2 separate regions of the Canis lupus genome follow, and region 1 is linked to region 2. A link is a contact called in public Hi-C data. All regions are on one chromosome and are shown on one strand. Each heading gives the region's core, a stretch centred on a gene start, on an enhancer-like site or on the middle of the called end of the contact. The rest is flanking DNA. Distances are from core to core; before and after follow the strand shown.

Region 1 (4,671 bases), core at 1,218-3,717, 73 kb before region 2:
TCAGCAGAGGGGGCTGAATAAAGCCTCCAGCACCCCCAACCCACCCCTCCTCTCTTCCGGCTCCCGTTGGAGATTTTCAGGGTATCAGATACTCTATCAGGATCTGCTCCTTGACTTGGATTCAAGTTCAAGCCGCACTAGGTACTCAGCCTTCACAGCCTGCTGACAAGATCAGAGCAACTCTGAGTCTGCTGGAGGCTGTTCACACCCGAGCCTGCACTAACTTCGTTAGGCTCAAATCTCTACCTTTGAAATATGCAATATGCTCTATGGAAGGAAAGGGAACAAATGCAATGGAAGGAGGTGGACATGAGTATGCTCTGGACAGGATGCATCCGCTAACCGAGCCTGAGATGGTGGCAGGCCATGTAGGCTCATTTGAATGGGAGTAAAGCTCATCATGTGATTACCCACTGGACTCCACCAGATCATCTCTCATCTCCATACATCACACCACACGATATATTTGGGAGAAAGGGCCAAGCCTGTTTCCTGCTGGCAGGTGATTTGGTTTTTCTTCTCCATGAATTTTAATGGACCTTGTTTGGTGGACTCTTTATTATATATCAAAGCCTTCTTCTGTGCCAAGCTAGGATAAGCACTTTATACAGCAACGTGATAGCCTAGTTCTTAAACCACAGGCTTTGGAATCATTCCGCCAGCTTTGATCCCTTGGGACAAGTCACCTAATCTAGTCTAGTCTCGGACGTTACAGCAGAATACTACTAATAGCACTTGCCTCATTGGATTAATATGAGAATTAATGAACCTATCTATGTAATATGCTTACTTTAGTGACTTAGTGACTGACATGTAGAAAGTGCTTGAGAAATGTTGCATGCCGCTGTGAGCCATTATTGCCACTAAGTATGTGTACACCTTTCTCTTTGCAAAGTGCAAGGGGACAAGAGATTTTTCAGTTTACTTTCCAATCCAAAATCACACAACCTGTTAAATGGGAGATGTGGAGTTCTGGGGGTGGAGTGGGGTCTGTGCTGTTCAACACTATGCTAGACAGCCTCTACCAAACAGTTATTTTAATTATTATTTTATTTTATTTTATTTTATTATTTTATTGTTGTTGTTGTTGTTGTTGTTATTTGACCATTTAAATCTACCTCTCCTCTCCTTCACAAAACCATTAGCACTTCATCCAATGCATAATTTATTCCCAAATCTGCCCCTGTCTGATTCCCCTTCTCAGTTTGCAATTCTACTGTTGCATTTCCGTATTGTACTCACCGTTTTTAATGCCATCTGTTATAAGCTAGTCATTTTGCTTCCACACATTCCTAAAGATAAGACTGTTTCTTAAGAAAAAGTAGAAGAAAGCAGGAACAGATTCTCAGATGTAATCATCATGATGTGCAATGAATATCTGAGCACTTGCAGGGTCATTACACTTTCAAATATTCCTTTTCTTGTCTGCATGGCAAAGACTCAGTAACACTCTTCTAAAGACAGCTGGCTATTGTAGTCTGGGTGAAAAGCTTCACCAATAGATCTGTGCTCAGTTTTACAATGAGAGAACAAAGATGGTGTAAGCTTCAGATATATGTGTGCGTGTGGATATAAATTACATATATGTATATATTCATGTGCGCGTATATGTACATATACACACACACGTCTCTAATCATTTTGGACTATTAAAAATATATAGTTGGACTTTTATGGGCAACACTCACAAGTCACCACCATAAACTGAAGACAAACAATTCAGTCTCCTACCAACCTCTTGAATTGAAACAACTGAAATCAGGTGGTTTTTCTGGGACTTTGAAGTATAGATAATTTGAGAAGTCAGTTATTAGAAATCAATTGCTATGACATGTATGTGATACCAAATAAGGTCATTTTAGACCTAGATTATCAAATAGGGTCTTCACAATTATAACAAGACATGGTTATATAATGTCCAGCCCAGCAGCTGCAATAAATACAATGTATTTGTATAGATGTTGTCAATTGGCATGTTTTTCTGTTTTGTTTTGTTTTGTTGCTTTCTTCCTGTTGGCCACATACCTTTGGTTTCTTGGGGACAAGAGCTGTACCTTGCTCATCATACCTTTCACACTCCCTCCAGGGGTATAGTACTCGGCATATGGTTTTTACTCAGTGAAGAAGTATATTTAAGTCAAACTCTCAGTTTTTAACTTATTTTTTAATTGGGCAAGAAGTTACAAGTGTAAAAAAATGCCATTTTTTTTTCCTAAATCTTTTAAAACGGGTTCAGCATTTATTGAGTACTCATTGTGTCCAAGATGTGCTTTGGGGGAATGTAAAAAAAGTGCTGGGCAGGGACGAGGTAAGCCCATCTCTACCTTCAGGTAGCTTCCAGACTAATTGCATTATAGGGCTCTATCTAAATAATTATCAAGCTACAGATCTTACCTCTGGGCACTAAAAGTCTAGCCATATTCTTGAGACAGACATAGCATCACTTCCTGTGTTAGGCTTCACAAACAGAAAGCATTGCATACGCTGTGCCCTTCACTTTTTTTTAATGTTAGCTCTTTAGGTTGCAGAACTCAGGAAAACCACTTAAGAGGAAGTTCAACTCTCTCCCTCTTTTTTTTTTTTTGGTTTCCAATGTATAAACATACTCGATAACGTGAATTATTAAGAAACAGCTCCCTGTTGACGCAGGCTCGGGGACACTTGCTCACTCTTTCTCTAGTGACCCTTCTGACCTTTATGCCCTACGTGTTGGGATGATGCTTACAAAGTCAGGAGATACCAGGAAGGGCCTGTCCACTTACGACTGTACCAAGGGCGTTCAGTAATCATAGCTGTGCCCCTGTGATAGTATCTAGATGATAAATGGGGGGAAATGGAGATTTTAGGTAACCTAGAGCTCTCAAACACTTCAAAATGGTCATTTTCTTTTTTTTAAAAAAGATTCTATTTATTTATTTATTTGAGAGAGAGAAAGTGAGAGTGATTTTTTTTTTAAAGATTTTATTTATTTGAGAGAGAGAAAGTGAGTGTGAGAGAGGATGAGTGGTAGGGGGGTGCAGGAGAGGGAAAGGGAGAAGCAGACTCCCCCCTGGGCAGGGAGCCCACGAGAGACTCCATCCCAGAACGATGAGATCATGACCTGAGCCGAAGGTAGATGCTTCACCGACTGAGCCCCCCCACCCTGCCCCAGGCACCCCTCACAATGGTCATTTTCTGTATACCACCTCATTGGAATATTTCATTCGGGATCCATCTCTTCTACTATGTATTCTACACATATTTCCTTCACTCTGCTCGGTTTCGTTTATGTGTTAGGGACCCATGCGTGCAAAGATATAGATCCTGTCCATAAGGAATTTATATGTCTGGCTAGACGGCTTGAAGGGCACAGATGTTTTGCTCCCCACTCCTAACCCTTCTGAAGGAACAACTGTTAGCTTCTGAAACTTTATATACAGTATTTTCTTTAAGAGGAGCCCAGCAGGAAGTTCCAAAATACACTGCAGAGCATGAATAGGTTGTGAGTGACGTTACACTGTAGCTGAACACATACTGTAGCCAAGGGCAAGATAGCTCATAACTAATTATATTCATTTTGCACTTAAGAGAGACATTCAAAGTATAGATCTTAAAATGTGTAAGTTGAACTTCTGTTAAAATTACACTCTCCCTAAGGGAAATCATTCCCTTTTCTGGCTATACTTTGGGCTCTACTCATAGGCTGCCAAAACACTTCATTTAATTGGGGTGGGGGGGGGGCGGGGGGGGGGGGGAGAGAGTCCATCCAACTGTTGTCAGGGATCATGTAACAACCAGTTGTTTTGCTGATTTTTTTTTTTTTTTTAAACCTTGTAACTGTACATTTGCCTTCTGGTGACCCAGCCTGAGGCCACTTGAGAGAGACAGAATTGAAAGAGTTGATTCAAGCAGGCAACGAAAAGAAGAATGTGCATCATCACAGGCTTTTGCAAGTCTATGAAACTTCCACATACATTACCTCATGTAAGTCTGCCAGAGTCTCTGCCCATGGAGGTAGTATTACTGTCCCTGATTTTCAGATGAAATATGATTGCAAAAGTGACAGGAGTAGGACTCAAGCCTAGGTAGTCTGCTTCTAAATCTTGGTGTTTTCCCACATCACATTTCTAAAACCCAGCATGCGCTAGGATAAATCTTTGCCAGAATCATGTTTCCAATCTGGCTGTTGATACCCAAATGCCAATGTTGCTTAGTTCTCTCTTAACGTTTCATGTGCCTAAGTCAGATTCGAAGCCTGGAGTCCTCTAAAAGGAACCTCATATCAATAGGGAGCTTTAGGAACCAGGGGAACAGTATGGCATTTATTAGTAGCCTTGAGTGTCTTTTAATTAAGTACAGAAGTAAGAAATACCTTCAGTTCTAGACTTGACCTGGAATCTAATCTGTCTTATACTAGGTCACTGAAGACAACCAGTGGTGGAAGACAAAGGAATGGAACCGGGGCTTTTTTTTTTTTTTTTAAGATTCTTATATATTTATTTATTTATGAGAGACACAGGGAGGTGGGGCAGAGACATAGGCAGAGGGAGAAGCAGGCTCCCTGCGGGGAGCCCAATGTGGGACTCGATCCCAAGACCCCAGGATCACACCCTGAGCCGGAGGCAAATGCTCAACCACTGAGCCACCCAGATACCCCTGGAACTGGGGCTTTAAGTTCAAAATACTTTCTGT
Region 2 (5,331 bases), core at 915-3,414:
CTAGAACATATAAAGAATTTTCAAAAATCAGTACTATTAGCTTAATATAGAGACCAAAGTATGGAGAATTATAAAACACACAATATTATAAAAGACAAAATCTTGGGCCATCCCTGGGCTCTATGCTATTTTGCCACATAGTTTTCTGTGAATTATCTTATTTTACTCTCATAACCTTTTGCAGTAGTAATGTAGAAAACACATATTATTTCCTGGTAAATAATTAAATAATTAGATTATTGAATAGCTGAATGAATAAATTAATGTATGAGTGAATGGATGGTGCTGTAGACTAAATGCCTATGTTTCCTCCAAAAATTCATACACTGAAACCTAATCCCCACTGCGATGGTATATGCAAGTAAGCCTTTGGGAGATGCTCAGGTCATGAGAATGAAGTCCTCATGAATGGGATTTGTGCCCATATAAAAGACATCACAGAGCTCCCTCAGTGATTCTACCTTGTGAGTACACGTCAAGAGAATGGTCATCTTTGAGCCAGGGAACAGCCTTCACCAGATCTGGACTGTGTTGGTACTTTGATCTTGGAATTCTCAGCCCCCAGGAATGTGAGAAATAAATGTCTGTTGTTCAAGCCTCCCAGTCTGTGGTATTCTATTGCATATTCTATTATAGCAGTCCAAATGGACTAAGACAAATGGATGGAAGGATGGATGTATGTATGTTTGGAATTGGATGAAGTGTGGAACATGTAAAAATTGTTAAAGCACAGGGCATTTATAAGCATGAAGTTAAGTAGTTTATTTTAAGTGAATTTTGGTCACAAGACCAATTTAAAGTCCTTGGGCCCAGGCAGAAGGATGCAGGAAGTTCAAAGAAAAACAAAAATGAGTCACACCCTGTAACTATAAACAAGAACTCCTTACATACTAGGCATTTTTGGAAATAGTGTATAATTTTTTGCGGTAAGTACAAGATAAAGACTTTTGTTTAGAACTTTTCCTGTTACCCGCTGCATGTTCTGATCATCTGCAAGGCTGTGTATCTTTTATCGCTCAGACTTGTGGCTGACCACGCCTAGGAAATCAGCTACTCGTTTTTAATGTAGCAGGAAATGCAATGGCAAGCTTTCTGATACGAAAGACCACCAATGGAGCAACACATGTGCTTGAATTACCATTTGCCTGCCTTTGACCCTTGACATGACTTGACCTTCAGCTTCTGAGCATTCTCTTTCCTAGCTTTGGTTCAGAGGTCACCACACTTGACCTCTGACTCCTAACTTGGTTTGGGTTGTAGTGCACAATCTGTAGTCCCCCAAGGTCCAGAAAAGCCTTTTTACTAGTTCCCACCGGCTGTTGTCTGCTTTGTTCTCGCTCTCCAGGTGTGGCCAATTGAAATATGCAGCCACTAACAATCGTATGGCCCATTCAAGTTGCCTTGTGCCTCGTGTACTGCCTTTGATTGAATGCTAATAATTATTACCGTGAATGCCCATTTCCTAAAATTCTAACCATACTACACTACATTCTCCATCTCATAACATTTAGGAATCCCATGAGGAGAATACCAGTTAGCCCTTCTTTTTAAAGATTAGGAAACTGAGGCTCAGCAAAATTGAAGGTAGCTGATCTAAGTTTGCACTGCCAGAAAGTGTCAGATTTAGGATGTGTAATTTGTACTCCAAATCAATTTCTCATGCGTCTATTTATTAAGCATTCCCACCATAGACCATCCCAGTGTTGGTCTGGATATTGAATATACACATGTTTAAAAAAACTAGGTTTGAGGCACCTGAGTGGCTCAGTGATTGAGCATCTGCCTTTGGCTCGGGTCGTGATCCCGGGGTCCTGGGATCGAGTCCCACATCGGGCTCCCTGGAGGGAGCCTGCTTCTCCCTCTGCCTCTCTCTCTGTGTCTCTCATGAATAAATAGATAAACCTTTAAAAAACAAAACAAAACTAGGTGTGGGTTTTAAAAGATGCTATATCCTGCAATGTTCCATGAAGCTTTGACCACCTGTAGTAGGTGCAAGATAGCCGTACCTCACCTCAAATCTCTGATACTGAGCTTAGGATATTCATAGGAAGCCATGTGACTCATGCTTGCACAATCCAGAAATACCAGGGAGCTAATGCCCTGGAGTTCACCCTTGACTAATGTGGGTAGGAGCCAACGAACCACTTCCCCTTCACGTCACCCAGCAGACGTTTCCCAAAGGCATTTGCTGGCCCTCTTCAGAAAAGTGTATAGAAATGAGCTCCCATTAACCACAGCAATGATCCACTGGACAATCCATACTAGTATCTGGTTCCTTTCTTGTTTCACTTCCCTTGTCCATCACTCCTATTCTTGGGATCCATTTCTGAAGTAACTATGCACACACTAGATTGACTCAGCCCTTGCTTCTGGAGAAACCCAGGCTGACTCTACCTATCAGTGAGTCTGAATTAGTACATTTACTGAATTTTATCATAGTTTTACGTCTTACATGAATCATCGTGTACAAGGATTAATCAAGTTTATTTGGTTTCTTGATCAGTTGATTTGGCTCCAGCAGTGGTTTTATAACACTATTCACAAATAGCCCTCTGGAATAAATTATCAACATATTTGTGTGAAGTTACTTGTTTCTCATTCATAAGGGAACTTTAATTAGCTGCTAAGTAAGATGAGTTGGGTCAGAAGTCTCCTGACTGTTAATGGTTCTTATGTGAATAGTAACTGAAATCTTTCTTTGATGATAAAAATCTATAGTAACAAATCCATAGCTGTTCTTTCACATTCTTGAACTTCCCTTCTGCCTCCTGTAAACACCATCCCTCACAAGATGTGTAATGTTTATCCCTGAATTGGTTAAGCCCTATATTCTCTATAAGAACATACTGGCCACTTTAGCTCATTTGACCACTGAGTTCACGACTGCTTGAGGTGAGGAGGTAGATAAATAGGGATGCACATTTTGGAAACGTTTCCTGGTGATTCTGATGCTCAATCACCCCTGACCTCTCCTTTACCCTCTGCCCCTTTACACACACAGGATCTCACACCTGGGTTTAGGGAAAACCTAGATGCAAACCGTGCAATGGGACAATAAAATCAATTCTACAGAACATTGCCTTTAGAATCTCCATGGATAGAAAAGTAAAACCAGATGAGTAAAGTGGGTGGAGGGAACAAAACAAAATTGAATGTCTTTCTTTCATTTTATTCATCCTTAAGAGGCCCAGAATTAAATTGCTTTTCATGAAATCTCCTTAGCAAGTAAATTTGTATAAAAGCAGATAAGCTTAGAAATTCTCACATCTTTCAGAGAAAAATATTCCAGGTAATTATAATCTAGGGATCTGGGGAATTAATGGTTGTGGTTTATTCTGAATGTCAAGCAATAAAATTATAGAAATAGAGATCATATATAGATCATATACCATGGTTGATTTTGCGTTTTAGTTGTCCTTTACATTCAAAAGCAGTCATCTAAGCTGTATGAATTAACTATTGCAGTCAGCACTGAGTTGCATTATTTGACAGAATAGCAAAATTCATCACATCAAAATAGAAAGGATTGCATTAGCTTTTTCACTGTCCTTTGTGTCTGATATAAAACCTAGCATCAATGATCTTGCAGGAGTTAAGACAGTGGACACCAAGCATCAAGAAAGACTATCTGAGTTATCTGATATAAAAATTCAATTATAAAAGTGGAAAAATACATGTGAATGTACACATGCATACAGGAATAGCAAGATGATTCCATAATCGCTAAATCTATATTTTTTAATATTTACCAAAAGCATTTATTAAATATCAGCCTCTATGTGACACTTTTCAGGATGATGCAGATTTCTCCCCTTCATACTTTTTCCCGATCTCTGCTATAGCATTTATGACACTTTATTATAGTTTGTTACATATTATCTATCTCCCTAAACAGAATAAGGGCACAGAAGACAGGCCTGTCCAGTCTGCCCTAGCATGCATGTGGCCCATGGGAGACAGCAAATCATGTTTTTGGATTCACTAATCCACGTGAATGGATTAGTGAATAATTAAAAATTATTTGGTAGTTGGATCTAGACTAATGATGTCTGAGCTTTCTTTTTGGTCTGAAGACATGGGCAGGCTCGTCTCGTCACTGAGAAGGCAGAAGTTCCGTCTCTATTATGGCTCTCCTTGCATGTCATACGTAAGCTATTAGCTTAATACAGAAACCAAACTATAAAAGATTTTATAAAACACACAGCATGCCATAAAAGACAAGTGCATGGGCCATTCCTGGGCCCTGGCTGGAATGTGTATTATTTGCCAGAGACTTTTATGTCCTTTATCTCATTTTACCCCTACAGCCCTGTGAGGCCGTTATGCCTTCCATTTCCAGATCAGGAAATGGAGGTTCAGAAATCTCAAGTAATTTGCTTCGAGAGACAAAGCCAGGCACAGAACCCAGGCTTTCAGAATCAAGGTCCAGGGTTCATTCTGTTGGAGTTCGGCTGCTTTCTTCCTTTAAGAGTATTTGTTTAGACAAATATTCCGAGGGGAAAAATATCCAAACTGCTTGGCATTGTATCAGTTCAACACGAAACAACCTGGTGATGAGCTGAATTATTCACTCTTCACTTGATTATTTTGTCATCTTGTACACACAAGCATGCTCTGGTTAAGAATGAAAAATGTCTTTCATAAGACCATTGTGAGCTCTGCCCCTGGCATGTTCCGTTCAGTACAGTGTTGTTATTTTTCTTTTAAATCTTCAGACTTCTTCCAAATGCAAAAATGACCTAAGCTCCTTTGTGTTTTCCCTCCATAATTTATTCCTGGAGTTATTCCTCATGTTGTATTTAAAATTTTTGGCATTTGCTTTTAAATGCACTTGTGATTCTTGTGGAAGCTTTAATATGGGAGATCAATATTTTTCCCCTGAAAAACATACTTTTAATTTTACACACATCAACAGACTACTATGATTTGCCCTATAGAAATCCACCTTCTAGGCAACTTTTTAAAAAAAATATGCTATTCTGCAAAATGCAGCACCTGTTCAGACGAGAAGGAAAGGAGCAAAGAGAAAAATTCATTACGTGGCACCATGAATTCTTTGATCGGTTGTCTCTTTTCTCAGAGCCATTTCCCCCCATCACCACATTTCTCAGACTCCAAATGGAGAATTATAATTCTGGAAGGTGATGGAATGAGCTGAGAGCTCCGCAGATGCTGAGGCAGCCAGTTTACTATTAGATTTCAAAGGCAACAACCCCAAACTGATGCCTGAGGAAATTTGTTTTTATTTAGATAACAGAGAACTCAAGATGAATAAAACAATAGATTTACAAGTGCTATTCAGAACTACTATGTAAATAAGTAGCTTACACA

What was found. A called contact is a pair of places that touch in the nucleus more often than the background predicts.
Region 1: a contact with region 2 is called in a Hi-C map of blood, with 2.9 times the contacts expected there. The contact joins two enhancer-like sites. A contact is called at or near these places in 2 of 9 Hi-C or Micro-C datasets (both in blood).

Annotation. Positions count from the first base shown.
Region 1 is chr15:33,103,262-33,107,932 of UU_Cfam_GSD_1.0, reverse strand. No RefSeq gene overlaps it. Among named protein-coding and RNA genes, the nearest start is that of TRNAK-CUU, 67 kb to the right of the region's middle. Within about 2 kb of position 2,467, at least 3 of the 20 cell types and tissues checked have an H3K27ac peak or open chromatin away from gene starts, as enhancers often do. A contact at or near this core is called in blood, where this site is marked.
Region 2 is chr15:33,029,529-33,034,859 of UU_Cfam_GSD_1.0, reverse strand. No RefSeq gene overlaps it. Among named protein-coding and RNA genes, the nearest start is that of TRNAK-CUU, 6.5 kb to the left of the region's middle. Within about 2 kb of position 2,164, at least 5 of the 20 cell types and tissues checked have an H3K27ac peak or open chromatin away from gene starts, as enhancers often do. A contact at or near this core is called in blood, where this site is marked.